Linked DNA regions of Mus musculus: region 1 is linked to region 2. Evidence: chromatin contacts called from public HiChIP or PLAC-seq data. All regions are on one chromosome and are shown on one strand. The core of a region is the stretch at or near the end of the contact, and the rest is flanking DNA. Distances in the headings are between cores, read along the strand shown.

The links. HiChIP or PLAC-seq counts read pairs in DNA pulled down with a chosen protein or histone mark.
Region 1: an H3K4me3 HiChIP or PLAC-seq map of bone marrow-derived macrophages shows a contact between it and region 2, with 4 times the contacts expected there. The contact joins the promoter of Micu1 here to the enhancer-like site in region 2. A contact is called at or near these places in 7 of 39 promoter capture datasets (the 3T3-L1 cell line, 3T3-L1-derived adipocytes, frontonasal cranial neural crest and 3 more), 1 of 15 datasets of contacts at CTCF or cohesin (pro-B cells), 40 of 484 Hi-C or Micro-C datasets (B cells, the C3H10T1/2 cell line, CD4 T cells and 28 more), 16 of 115 datasets of contacts at active chromatin or transcription factors (CD4 single positive thymocytes, the SCID.adh cell line, bone marrow-derived dendritic cells and 12 more) and 2 of 9 other capture datasets (adipose tissue and liver).

The regions. Positions count from the first base shown.
Region 1 is chr10:59,697,512-59,704,414 of GRCm38.p6, forward strand. Micu1 (mitochondrial calcium uptake 1) reads left to right here and starts at 5,052. Exons shown (of 12, transcript NM_144822.3): 1 at 5,052-5,176.
Region 2 is chr10:59,633,041-59,639,798 of GRCm38.p6, forward strand. No RefSeq gene overlaps it. Among named protein-coding and RNA genes, the nearest start is that of Mcu, 20 kb to the left of the region's middle. Within about 2 kb of position 3,866, at least 158 of the 459 cell types and tissues checked have an H3K27ac peak or open chromatin away from gene starts, as enhancers often do. A contact at or near this core is called in B cells, CD4 single positive thymocytes, the SCID.adh cell line and 19 more, where this site is marked.

The DNA.
Region 1 (6,903 bases), core at 3,802-6,301, 66 kb after region 2:
CAATAAAAACAAAAGCCAAACAAAACCACCCAATCTCCCGACTCTAATAATAAAACCAGTTAAAGCAAGGCCGAAAGAGAATCTGTAGTGAGAGGCCTGCTTGGACTATGTAGCAAGACTGTCAATAATAATAATAATAACAACAATAATAAATATAATAATAAATATTGTGCTGAAGTTTTAGATATTTTAGACTTTTAGATAAATTTAGGAGTCAATTTAAAATGAGAAAAATTAAGGAAACAACCTTTTTAAAATAAAATAAAATAGGATAAAACAAACTAACACATTAGAATTGGACAAACAAGGGCTGGAGAGATGTCTCAGTGGTTAAGAGCACTGACTGCTCTTCCAAAGGTCCTGAGTTCAATTCCCAGCAACCACATGGTGGCTCACAACCATCTGTAATGAGATCTGATGCCCTCTCTGGTGTGTCTAAAGAGAATGACAGTGTAATCACACTAAATAAATAAATAAATAAATAAATAAATCTTAAAAAAAAAAAGAATTGGACAAACAAACAGGAGGGAAAGAGATCAAGAGGAGGAACAAGAAACAGAGACCCACTTGTTCCCACACTCAGGAATGGCCTAAAAACACCAATAGAAGCCATAATATATATGCAAAGGACATGTAGGGTAAAAAGAGAGAAGGAATTATATATATGAAATGAAAAAAATTTTTAAATGATAATATAACCAATTTTAAAGCGTGCACACATGTGTGTGTGAGTGTGTGTGTGTGTGTGTGTGTGTGTGTGCACGTGTGCGCTTGGGCGTGTGTGTGCACGAGCATGCGAACATCCCTGCGCACCCGCAAGCATATCTTGACATTGCGAGACAAGGAATCTCCGAAGATGCTGTTGAGTTCATTTTCTCTTGATCATCTACTGCTGGGCATACCCTTAAGGACAGTTAGAAAAAAATCTTTTTTTAAATATAAAATTTTAAACAAGCCATGTAATAGTGGAGCATACCTTTAACCCAGGAAGCAGAGGCAGGCAGATCTTTGAGTTCAAAGCCAGCCTGGTCTACAGAGGGAGTTCCAGGACAGTCAGAGCTACACAGTAAACTCCTGTCTCTAAATAAATAAATAATGCTTGAGGGGAAAAAAGCGAATAGTACAGGAAACCTCTGACTATCATGTACTCAAATTTATCCATTTTGAACATTTCAATGTATTGGTTTTATCCCTCTGTCTAGCTATTTTCTTTCTTCTAACTCTTCTGAGAATAGCTTGTGTAAGTCATGCTCTTATGCCTGCTCGCACGTCAGGTTAAATTGCTAAGACAGATACTTGCTCCTATATGTAGTCACACAATTATCAAATGTGGGGTCTATGTTTATCTAATCTATGGCCCATAGTTCAATTGCTTCAATTGTTCCAATTAACTTTTTATAAGATTTCAACTTAGGGTCATGTCCTAAGTCCAGTGGTCAAGTCCTTTCTGATCAGTAAAGCTGAGCACTTCGCCTTTTGTTTTCCTTTCATTAAAAAAAACAGTAGCTTCTCCGAAACGTTTACTTACCCCACCTGGTATCCCTTGACTCTCGCTCTGTCTTTGCCGTGCTTGGTGCAAACTGTTGGTTTGGTTGGTTTGTGGTTGTTTTATTTTGTTTCCTGTCTGCTGCCTTTGTATTTATTGTGGGGACCTCGTGTTAAGGGAGGTCTCTTCCATCTATTTGTGTATCCCCCGCTCCCTCATTACTAAAGACTCGTGGAGTCTTGTTTTATTCAGTGGATTACAGCCTGTCTTAGTTACCATTTCACTGCTCTGAACAGACACCATGATCAAGGCAATTCCTTTTTTTTTTTTTTTTTTTTTTTTTTGGTTTTTCGAGACAGGGTTTTTCTGTGTAGCCCTGGCACTCACTCTGTAGACCAGGTTAGCCACGAACTCAGAAATTCGTCTGCCTCTGCCTCCCAAGTGCTGGGATTAAAGGCGTGCGCCACCATGCCTGGCTCCAAGGCAACTGTTATAAAGGACATTTAATTGGAGCTGGCTTACAGGTTCAGAGGTTCAGTCCATTATCATTAAGGCAGGAAGATGGCAGCATCCAGGCAGGCATGGTGCAGAAGCTGAGAGTTCATCATCTCCGTCTGAAGGCTGCTAATGGAAGACTGGCTTCCAGATAGCTTTTAAGACCCCCCATGAGGGTCTTAAAGCCCACGCCCACAGTGACACACCTTTTCCAACAAGACCACGCCCATCCCCAACAAGGCCACACCCAATCCCTCAAGGCCACACCTCCAAATAGTGCCACTCTCTGGACTGAGCTTATAGGAACCATCGAACCAGCACATTGTTCTCCCTTTAATTCTCCCATAGTCCCACAGTTGGCCATCTCGAAGCCCTTCAAGTTTTTGGCATGCACCTTTTAATTTCCTGGGTACAGCCAGACTTTCTAACACAAGATGTTCCAGATCCTCTTGGACCTTTCTGCCCTCGCCCTGAATTCAACCATTTCTCCATGAACGCCGGCTTCCTTTTATAAAAGTGGAAAAAAATGGATTTAGGACTCAAAATAGGAGAAGCGATTCTTTGATTTTGTAGTTACCTTCAACTACAATGAAAAAGAATAGATTTAAAATTTTTATGTATCGTTGATTCAGCTGGTCTTCCTTGCTTCATTTGTGATAGATAAAAAGAAAGGAATATTTAAGGTTTAAAAAATTTTTTTTCTTACTTATTTGAATATAATTATTTCTGGCCATAATTATCAGGAAAGAACATACACACTACAATAGCAACTAAGAACTTAACTTCTAAATGATACTGGACTATACTAGTTCCTCAACAAGAATCTGTGGGGTGGCAAACAGCTCAATTCTAGAGGGCTTCCTAGACTGTACAAAGTTCGGTGTTCAGTCTCCAGCACTACAGAAGAGAGAGGAAAGCTTTGGAAATCTGCATAGGTTTTTAAAGACTATAATTTATAAAACTCTGAAGATAGATATAATGAAGGATGGGGAGTCTATTTTGAATTCATTTGAAAGAATTGAATGGAAGGCTTATGAAATGACACTCCAGTCACTCAGATGCCTGTCTCAGGAGAGATTCACTTTTCACTGTGGTGTAATAAGTTGAGCCTGCTGTGGTCACACCTGGAATTGCTACTTTTATGTATGTGATAAAAATAGGTAACTAGGAAATGCTTGAAAGCATGTCAATTAATATGTTGGCCCAACTGAAAGAGAAAAAAAACTTCTCTCTCTCTCTCTCTCTCTCTCTCTCTCTCACACACACACACACACACACACACACACACACACACACACACACACACAAAATAGCGCAGGATTTCTAGTATAATGTACTTTTGCTATACTGAAGACAAAATAGAGATATTTTATTCTGTGGCATGGAGGGGAAAAAAAGACCCAAATCCATTTCTTTTCCCATTCAACACCTACATGGAAATCACATGGGACTATGAAGATCCAGATTTCTGAGCACCGTTCTAGTCCAGTGAGTGTATCTTAGGATCCAGGAATCTGTGTTATTTTACCCTGAGCCAGGCATAGTAGTGCATGCCCACAACCCCTGCACTTTGGAGGCCAAGGCAGGAGGATTACCATGAGTTTGAGAACAGCATGGGTACCCTAGCCTATATAAAAAGAACTGTCTCAAATAAAAACCTAAACCAAAAATCTCTCCAGTTAAGTGTGAGGCATTTGATTATCAACATGGCATGGGAACTACTGGTGTGGGGCAGGGGAGGGATACCTGGATATTTCTTCTTATATTTATTTACATATTATTATGTGTGTGAGTATGTGTGTGGGGTGACACATTTGCTATGGTACATGGATGGAGGTAAGGGAAAAATTTGCTATTTATGTAGCTGAGGACAACCTAAAGACAATTCCTGATCCTCCTGCCTCCGTCTCTACAGGGGTTATAGTCATATACCAACATGCCCAACTTAATCATTGTCTTCCTTGATCTTGATGGATTTTTATGTTTGGCTTGGTTTTTCAGACAGGATCTTATAGAGCCCACACTAGCCTCAAACTCACTATGTAACTAAGTATGGCTTTGAACTCCTGATCCTACTGCCTCTATCTCTCAGATTCTGGGATTACAGTTCTATGCCACCACATCTGGCTGAAAATTTTATTCAACAATTTATATATTGATGATTTTTTTTCTCTTTTCCTTATTCAAATAAAGAGTTAATTTATCCCGTGAGCCTCCAAAGTGTTCTATGGTATTTACGATGCAATGTGAAATTTACAAGTTTCAGAGATAACAAGATGTGTGTCCCAAGAGAAGACTTTTATTCGCTCTTTTCTCCTTCCCTTTTTTCATGTATGTATGTATGTATGTATGTATGTATGTATGTATGCATGCAGGTATGTGTGTTCCGCAGCATGGTTCTGAAGGTTAGGAGACAACTTGCATCAGTCAGTTCTCTCCTTCCACCATAAGTGTCCTGGGACTCAAATACGGGTTATCTGGTTTGGTAGTAAGAGCCCTTACCTGCTGAGCTCCTCTGTTTCATAATTTGACACAGGTCTAAGTAAACCACACTAGCCTCTAAGTTCCAAGTGTTGGGAGACTAGCGGGGACTTCCTGGAAGGAGTGAACGTGGAGAACTGGAGGTGGATAAGATTAAGATACATTATATCTTACGAAACTGTCAAAGAATAAATAAAAGATGTTCCTAAAATAAAACCAGTGTGAGCCTCTAGACTGGTGGGAAGAACCTCGTTATCAATTTCCCACTTACGGAAGAGCAGGGTTTAACTAGAAAGAGGCACAGGAGAGGTGGACTTTGACAGCAGAGAAACAAAATCAGCAATGGAATGCAGGAGGGATTTTGCAAATCTGCCGGCATTCCCGCCTAAACAGCGAGGGCGTGGCACCGACGTGTGGGCGGGGCTGAGGACAGGGCGGGCCCCCAGGCGAGGGCGGAGTCTTGACTCGGGGCGGGATCCGAAGTGTGGGCGGGCCCCAGAGAAGGGCGGGGTTGCCTCTCCGCCCCGCCCCATTTTCCCCAACTCGGTTCCTCCCTGCTACGTTTCATCAAGATCCCGGCAGGCCCAGCGGCTAAGGGAGTCACGTGAGAGTGGGCGGAGGACGCAGAGCGGGGCTCCCCGGCATTTGCGTCTCTATGGTTGTCAGAGGTGGGCGGCATTCTCCGAGTTGCTGCTAAAGCTGGAGCGCGGACGGGTGAGTGTGAGGAATCTGATCGCCTGGAGGCGAGTTTAGGGGAGGGGAAGTCGGCGCATTTTGGGGACGAGCCTTTCGTGTGGCTCTGAGATCCGGCCACTTTTCAGGTCCGCCAGGGACTGCTGCTGTCTTGGTGATGCTGTTGGTGATATGCTGAGGGGACTCTCGGTCCTCCGCTCCCTTCACCCTATCACCCCTTATCCCTGTCAGGGAGAACTTGTAGTGCCCGGCTTCTAGCCTCAGAGTGCATCCTCTCCACCTGCGGCCAGGACACACTAGTTCTCCCGGAATTCGTGGATGTGGTCAGAAGTAGATGGAGGAGTTTAGAGCTGTGACAGAAAGATAGATAAATACATGTATTGGGGATAGAGAAGATGGGGCGGGGGGATCATTGGCCTTTTAGAAAAGCAAAACAAACTGCAGACTTCTCGGACTGTTCCGTTTTTTATCCTCACCAGCAACTTCGCGTTCTCATTCTCCCTTTCTCTGTCTGTGCCCAGTCCCAGTCGGGGCTACCCACACGATGTTTCGAGAATGAGCCAGGTATTACTGATTATGTGGGATGCTAGAAGAAGAGTTTAAGGCGGACTGTGTTTTATAATAAGTTGTCACCTTTATAAATCCGAGGTTTTGTCTACAGTCCCTTTCAGGTGCTTGAAGTGCAAATATTTGTGCATGTAAATAAATAATTAAGATTAAATAATTTTCTTCCTGAGACATTTTGGAAAGACCTATTTTTTTCCCGCTTGTTTATAAATACATGTTTTGATCCACTTCTGGGATGACTCCCTTAATAAACCTCTGTTTACTTTAAAGCAGTCAGTAGGGTCAGACAGGGAGGTGATTTAACAGCATTAGAAAGGAGTGTGTGCTGGAGATGAAACACATCTGTTGGGGAGTTTAGGTTTCACTGATTGTCAGCCTTTGAGACATAACAAACAGTTGGCGGACTCGACCATCCTGAATGTTTGCCGGTGTGGACAATGTGATGCTTGTTTAGAATCTTATCCTAAAGAGTTTAGAATGCCACTTATCCGGGAAGATGTTCTGGCCACCAGTTACTTTGTTTTGTTTGAATTCTTTTTTGTTCTGTTTTTTTTTTTTGAGGTAGGTTCCCCACCCCCATCACTAGGTTTGGCCTTAAAGTCTGAATCTTTCTGTCTCTGCCAACTGAATGGTGGGTGGGATTACAGGCCTGCCCAGACCTTACAGACTTCAATGGGTTCGGTCCCCACTTCTCATCAATCTTTGATTCTGTTTTGCTTAAAGACATCACCCTGGCTACCTACTGATGCCAAGAAAGAGTCATCAACACCTAAGTATCCGCACAGGGGTCATAACATTCAAAATAATATTAGCAGAAAGTGAAGATTCTGGAATGGCTGGTGTGCCTGGAGAGAATGATAGGAGCCAATGATAAAGCCAATTCTGGTAAAAGCAAGAGCATCACTGCCTTTATTATAGTTTCATGGAGTGGTTACTGTATTCAGTAAATCCATCCATCCATCTGTCCGTCTGTCTGTCCATCCACCCATCTATTGATACAGTGTTTCACTGTGTTGCCCAAGCTGGCCTTGAACTCCTAGGTATAAACACCCTGCCTCAGGCTCTGTAACTTGCTTTCTTATGCTTAGAGGAAAAAAAAACTAATAATACATAATTCCTCATGTAATTGAATATCACATGAAATAATTATAACCGTTATATTTAACTGAACAACTACTTTA
Region 2 (6,758 bases), core at 2,616-5,115:
GCAGTGGTTTTTAGCCTTCCTAATGCTGCAGCCCTTCAGTTCCTTGAATAGGAACTCGTTCTGTTCTGGTGATAATTATAACATTATTTTTGTTGCTACTTCTTAACTGAAAGTTTGCTACTGTTATGAATTGCAACATAAATATCTAATATGCAGGCAATCTAACATGTGACCCCTGTGAAAGGGTCAGTTGAGAACTGCTGTTGTAAATGAAGAGGAGGGGAATGAAAATAGGGGGAAAGAGAGGAAGAACGTGAAACCATGTGGCATCCTAAAATGTTATTCGTTTACTTAAAAGCAGGGATGCTATATTAAAGAGTTCTCATTATTGGCAAATGTGTCATCAGAAGAAAAATACAAAGAAATAGTCTTTAGTTTTTTAGTTTGGAGCCTACTTTTCTGAGACAGGAGCTCACTTTAGCCCAGGCTAACCTGGAATTCACTTTGCATCTGAGGAAGGCCTCAAACTCATAGTAATCCTCCTGCCTCTAACTATCAAATACTGGTATTACAGATTTGAGGTGTCATATCCTGAGAAATTGCCTGGTAAAGGGACCATGCAAAGCCCCTTGGTTTCTGAATTTTGACTGGACTCATTCAGTGGCACTTACAGGGTTGGCCACAGATGTCTTAAACATAAAACAATAAATGCCCACACCCTGTTCTCTTCTATTTATTTCCCATTTCTCCTGGTCTATTTTAAGAACTTGGAATGGACCATATTACCCTTGAGACTGGCACATTGGGCTCATCAGCCCACTGAAGCCCTGAGCTTCACTAAGCTCGCTGACTCACACCCTCCATGCACAAAGGCAACAGCCGTGAACTTTTAGTGTCTTTCTCTTCCCCTGACTCCTAATGAACTTCAGCTAACCAAGATCCTTTTCTATGACGCAAACAAATATTGAAGTAGATGAAATGGCAATGTTGAAAAAAATTCGATTTGAGATTTTCTTTAGGTAAGCCAAAAAGAATCATTCTGTCTGCCTCTAAGGGAACATTGACTGAACTGATATTAGGTAGAAGAGCCTTATAGCATTACAGCAATGGTGATTTTATGAAATTCAGCGATTCCATCCTGCAGCTCAGTGGTAAGGAATGTGGAGGCTTACACTGTCTTCAGGTCTAATGCTGGCTCATAATCACCAGCCTCATCACCTTCTATAATAGATTTTTTTAAAATCTCTCTAAAATGTTACTATGTAAAGAGAAATGTCCTTTTATTTTATACATTTCTATTTTATATATATTTGTTTATGTTATTGTATATATAGCCTTTTTATTTTATACATATTATATAAATTACATATTATATTACAATTATATTGGATATATCCTTTTTATTTTATACATTTTTATTTTAAAAATATATTTATTTTATTTTATATATCTATTTATATATAATTTATATAATTATAATATATTATTTATAAATTTTATTATTTGTATAAGATATATAATGTTATATATATATGTATGTATAATCATATATATGTATATATAACATATGTAATATATTATATGTACATATTCTATACTTTTTATTATAGAATTATTTTCACTAGCATTTTTAGGTACCTCGTGGTCTCTGAGTTTTGGCCAAATCAATTCTATTTGGAAAAGATATATTTATATTTATCTTTTATATTTATAAAATATAAAAGTTTATATTGCCACTGTCTCCAAAGGGTCTACAGAAAAAATATAGGTGGAGGAGATGCTTAAAGAAAACCAAGTCGATCCACGGGGTTGTTTGGTGGTTGAAAATTCTCCTCATGATGTGAATCATTGTTCCTAATCAAGAAGCAGTTTACTAATTCAGAGCATCTATACCATGTTAACTAGATAGCAAATACCTGGGCTGACAGCTGAGGATATCACTCAGTTGATCCTAGTTATGCCAGGATTTCTGCAAAGTGCTAAAGAAAGGTACGTAGGCAGCCAGGAATCTTGATCTCTAACAACAGCTGGCAGGTTGCCTCTAATCCGTTTAATTCTGTGTTTATGTCAAACCTGAATTTTGTTGGAATTTTCATGTATCTTATAGAGACAACAGAAGACTTGACAGATAAGTCATCTCCTATCCAATTGCTGAAAGAAGTGTTTATCCTTATAATGAACCATTTTAATTTGTTTTAAACACAGCATTTCATTGTATTATCTAGGCTGGCCTCAAACTGGACTTAAACATTCTTCCTGCATTGGCCTTCAAAGTAGCTGTGACTGCAGGCTCACACCACCACATATTTTAAGTTTGGGGTTACTTATTTTGAGACAGGATCTTACTGGGTAGCCCAAGCTACCTTTGAACTTGCTATGTAGCACAGGATAATTTTGAACTTGGGATTCATTTGCCTCTGCCTGCCACGAGCTGGAATTAAAGGCAAAGACGATTACTGTCTTAGTTAGGGTTTGACTGCTGTGAACAGATACCATGACCACGGCAACTCTTATAAGAGCAACATTTCACTGGGGCTGGCTTACAGGTTCAGTGGTTCAGTCCATTATCATCAAGGCAGGAACAAGGCAGCATCCAAGCAGGCATGGTGCAGGAGGAGCTGAGAGTTCTATATCTTCATCTAAAGACTGTTAGTGAAAGACTGACTTCCAGGCAGCTGGCATGAGGGTCTTAAAGCCCAGTCCCACAGTGGCACACCTATTCCAACAAGGCCACACCTACTCCAACAAGGCCACACCTCCAAATAGTGCCACTCCCTAGGCCAAGCATATTCAAACCATGACGATTACTATTACACTTGGCTTTTGATTAAGTTTTGGAGATGATAAGGAAAATGCATTTTGTAATAAATCTGTTACAGATCCAAAATCAGTCCCAAAGCTCTACTCAGAGATGTTGCTCAGTGGTAGAGCTTTAGATGTATAAGGAGCCCTGGTGTTTCCCTAATAGCAAATAATAATAATATAGAATAATAAGAATCCAGGCGTGGTTTTGCCTACCTGTAATTCTAGCACTTGAAACACAAGAGGATCATGACCCCAAGGCCTGCCTGGTCTATATAATGAGATCCTTTTGCTCTCTCAAAAGAGAAAAAGGATTCAAAGCTCAGACACAGACACAAATCATGTTTCTAAAAAGTAACCCAAGGTACAAAGAAGGCAGCCAAGTAAGACTTAAGGTACAGGGCTGGGCTGGGAGCTGACAGGGATCTTAGCAGGCATGTCAGAACTGTGGGTGCCTGGCAACAATGTTAGGGATTAGTAACCAGGAGACCAGAGTTGAAAACCAGACACTGCGGTTACATTGGTTACAAATGTACCCATGATCAACCTTGCAACTGCTTGATGACATATTTTTATTCCTTCATAAAAAAATATATATATATATATGGCAATTAACATATCAAAGAGTATCCGGGGATCTTAGACACTGAGGAATACTTAGTGAATAATACAGACAAAGACTTTGTGTAGTTTATATTCTATTTGGGGTTGGGATGGGAGGAATCTATCAACAAGTAAAGCACAGAGTAAGTTAATAGAAATGAGTCTATGTAAAAAATCCAAGTGGAAAATTCTGTGGGTAATAAGTGGAAATACAATTTTTATTCCTTTGCCTGTTTTTGAGACAGAGTCTCACTGTGTAGCCCGGCTCTCCTGGAACTCACTCTGTAGACCAAACTGGCCTCGAACTCAGGGATCTGCCTGCCTGCCTGCCTGCCTGCCTGCCTGCCTGCCTGCCTGCCTGCCTGCCCAATACTAGGATTAAAGGCGAACTCCACCACTGCCTTTTTAAACAATGTTCTGAGGAAAATGTTCTCTGGGAAGACGGTAAGGAAGAGCGGGGCAGGGCTGGCCAACTCAGCAGTGAAGTGCTGAGCTAGCCAATGAAAAGCCTCAGAGCTACAGGAAAAAGAAAAGAAACGAAACGAAAACCAAGCGTGTCAGTCATGACGGTCTTCTGGAGAAGACTACATATACTACATGGGACTCAGACTCTGCTGAGGTGTTCCTGCAGGGACCAGGGAGGACCAGGGAGGAACACAGGTAGTTGAGCGGCTTGAGCAGAGTGGTAGGTAAGGTCAGAAAAGTGGGGAGATTTGTCAATGATGTTGGGGTCCCTGGACCACTGTAACGATTTCCGGCTTTCACTTGGAGTGAGGTACGAGGCTGTCCGAAAATACTACACAGAAAGAAAGCACATATTGCAAGTTAAAAGGACCCTCCTGCTTTCTGCTTTCTGCTTTCTGCTTTCTGCGCATGTGCTCATGGTGCAAGGGTATAAGCAGGACCATTTTCTCAGGACAAAAGAATAACAGTTTGCACAGGCTGGGGGTGATGGAGAAAGAGAAGTGATGGAACCTGGATGTTGTTGGGAAGTGGAGCCATCAGGATGTGGCAAACATCTGGAACGATGGAATGAAATGACATGAGAGCAAGGGGCAGTCAAGTACAGCCTAGAAACCTAGAGAGAGCGGGAGGGGGAGGGAAAGAGGGAGGAAAAGAGAGAGAGAGATGTTTTTTTATCGAAATGGGGAGGAAAATGAGAAGGTTCTTAATCTTGCTTGAGGCACAACACCAGACACATTGCAGTCTTCGTGTTTGCTGTTAACCTAATCAAAATCAGTGTCTGTGTATTTGGGTCAAGAGTTGCTTTAGATAAAAAAGAAAAATAAATAAATAAATAAAATGACTTGTTAGCTTCCAGACTAAGCTTTTGTTTCAGACTCTGAGATAAATTTAAATCCAGTGATGTGCTACAGATGGTTTTACTCAAGAGCCAGGCTATTGGAAAAGCACTGGAGAAACTTAATACTTCTTAGGCATTACATCATCTGGATTTACAGGTGGGAAAGTACACTAGAAACAGAGGAGAACATACTTAAAAAACTCATTACTTATTTCCTACATTTCACTATGGTCTGGCTTCTGAAGCAACGTCCCAGAATGTGTCTGTGCAGTATAGTACGTACTGCCCCCGTGCCTCCCCTTCCAACAAGGCGCTGATTTCTGCGGCCATAAAAATAATGCTTAAAAATACTTAAGCCAAGTAATTATGCTCACTGTGAAGTTTTACCGAACTAGGGACATCATTTAAAAGAAAAGACAAAAAAAAAGGACTGAAACTTTAAAACTGAGCCAGTGAACACCAGTGCTAGATGTCAGGGGCTCTTACTGGGCCAGGAGACAGGGACTTAAGATGCAGGGACTGACAAATGCTAAACATTAGAGTGTGAGCAAGCTGGCCGTGTCTTATAAATACATGCAGGGATAACAGCATTACATTGTACTTCTCTTGCAGGTCTCCCCCTCTAGACAGCAAGGGTTGGGAACTAAAAAAAAAAACCTGAGTAGAACCTGCAGGAATTCCACACAGCTAAATGCTTTACATACTGATCCAGTTAGGAACTGCTAAGAGAGATGAGCATCCCACGTTCAATCAATGCTTTATAGGATTAAGCCTGAACCAAATCACCAGCCGTTAACAGGATAGACTAGTGGCTTCGGACTGCTTCTTTGTATATTTGGTATTATGGCCAAGATGAGGAGAAACGGGCTAGTCAATGCCGGTGAGACACTCATCGGCAGGCTTCTTTAAAAAGAGATGTCAAAGACTCTAAAGACATTGGTTACTTCAGTGAGGCGGCTAGAAAAACAACTGCAGTTTGTTGCTTTAATGTTACAAGAAAGGCAGCTGGGATCCAGAGAATAGTTGCGGGTTCCTGAGGGAAAGAAAGGGAATGAGTCATTTTGTTGGAGTGTGAAAAATAAAAAAATTGGAATGTGTCTTAAGGTCCTGGCCAAGACCCAGTGGACGATAACAGAGAGCGCAGCATTTAGTGCTCTGGTATTTCACTGTTAGGTATGCATATCAGAGCTGAGGGTGTAGCCCCATAGACAGCCTGCTTGCCTAGCACCTGTACGGCCATGGGTTCAACTCCTCAGCATCTTGTGTACTGGAGTAGTAGGACACATCTATACTCCTAACACTTGGATGGCGTACAAGCTGCTTTTGTTTGTCAACTTGACCAAGCTGAAGTCAACAGAGAAAGGAGCTTCAGCCAAGGAAATGCCTCTATGAGATCCAGTTCTAAAGCATTTTCTCAATTAGCAATCAATACAGGAGGGCCCAGTCCACTGTGGGCAGTACCACCCCTGGGCTGGTGGTCCTGAGTTTGATAAGAAAGTAGGCTAAGCAAGCCATGAGGAGCAAGCCAGTAAGCAGCATCCTCTATGGCCTCTGCATCAGCTTCTGCCTCCAGGTTCCTACCCTGTTTGAATCCCTGTCTTGACTTCCTCCAGGGATGAACTATGATCTGGAAGTGTTAGACTCTGAATAAACCCTTTCCTCCCCAACTTGCTTTTTTGGTTTTTTTTTTTTTTTTTTTTGGTTTTTTGTTTTTTTGGTGTTTCGTCACAGCAGTTCCAAACCCAACTATGACAGATGATCAAACATAGTGAGTTTGAGGCCACCCTGGGCTACATGAGAGCCTACAAAACAAAACAAAACAAAAAAAAGTACTCAGTGTTCTGTGGTTTCAGGAGCCTGAAACAAGAGGATCTGGTGTTCAAAGCCAATCCGGGATATATGGAGAGACTCTGTCTCAAAACTATACAAATGAGATATATTGTCCACAAGCATGGCAGTTACAACAAAGAAAAGCTGAACTTGACGAAAGAGGCAATGAGAAAAACTCCATTCTTGATCTGCAACTTTCTCCAGTCTTCCCCATTTTAAGGATTCCTGAGTGGTGCTAAAAACCATACTTCCCATTTTACTTGGATAGATTCATTCTCTA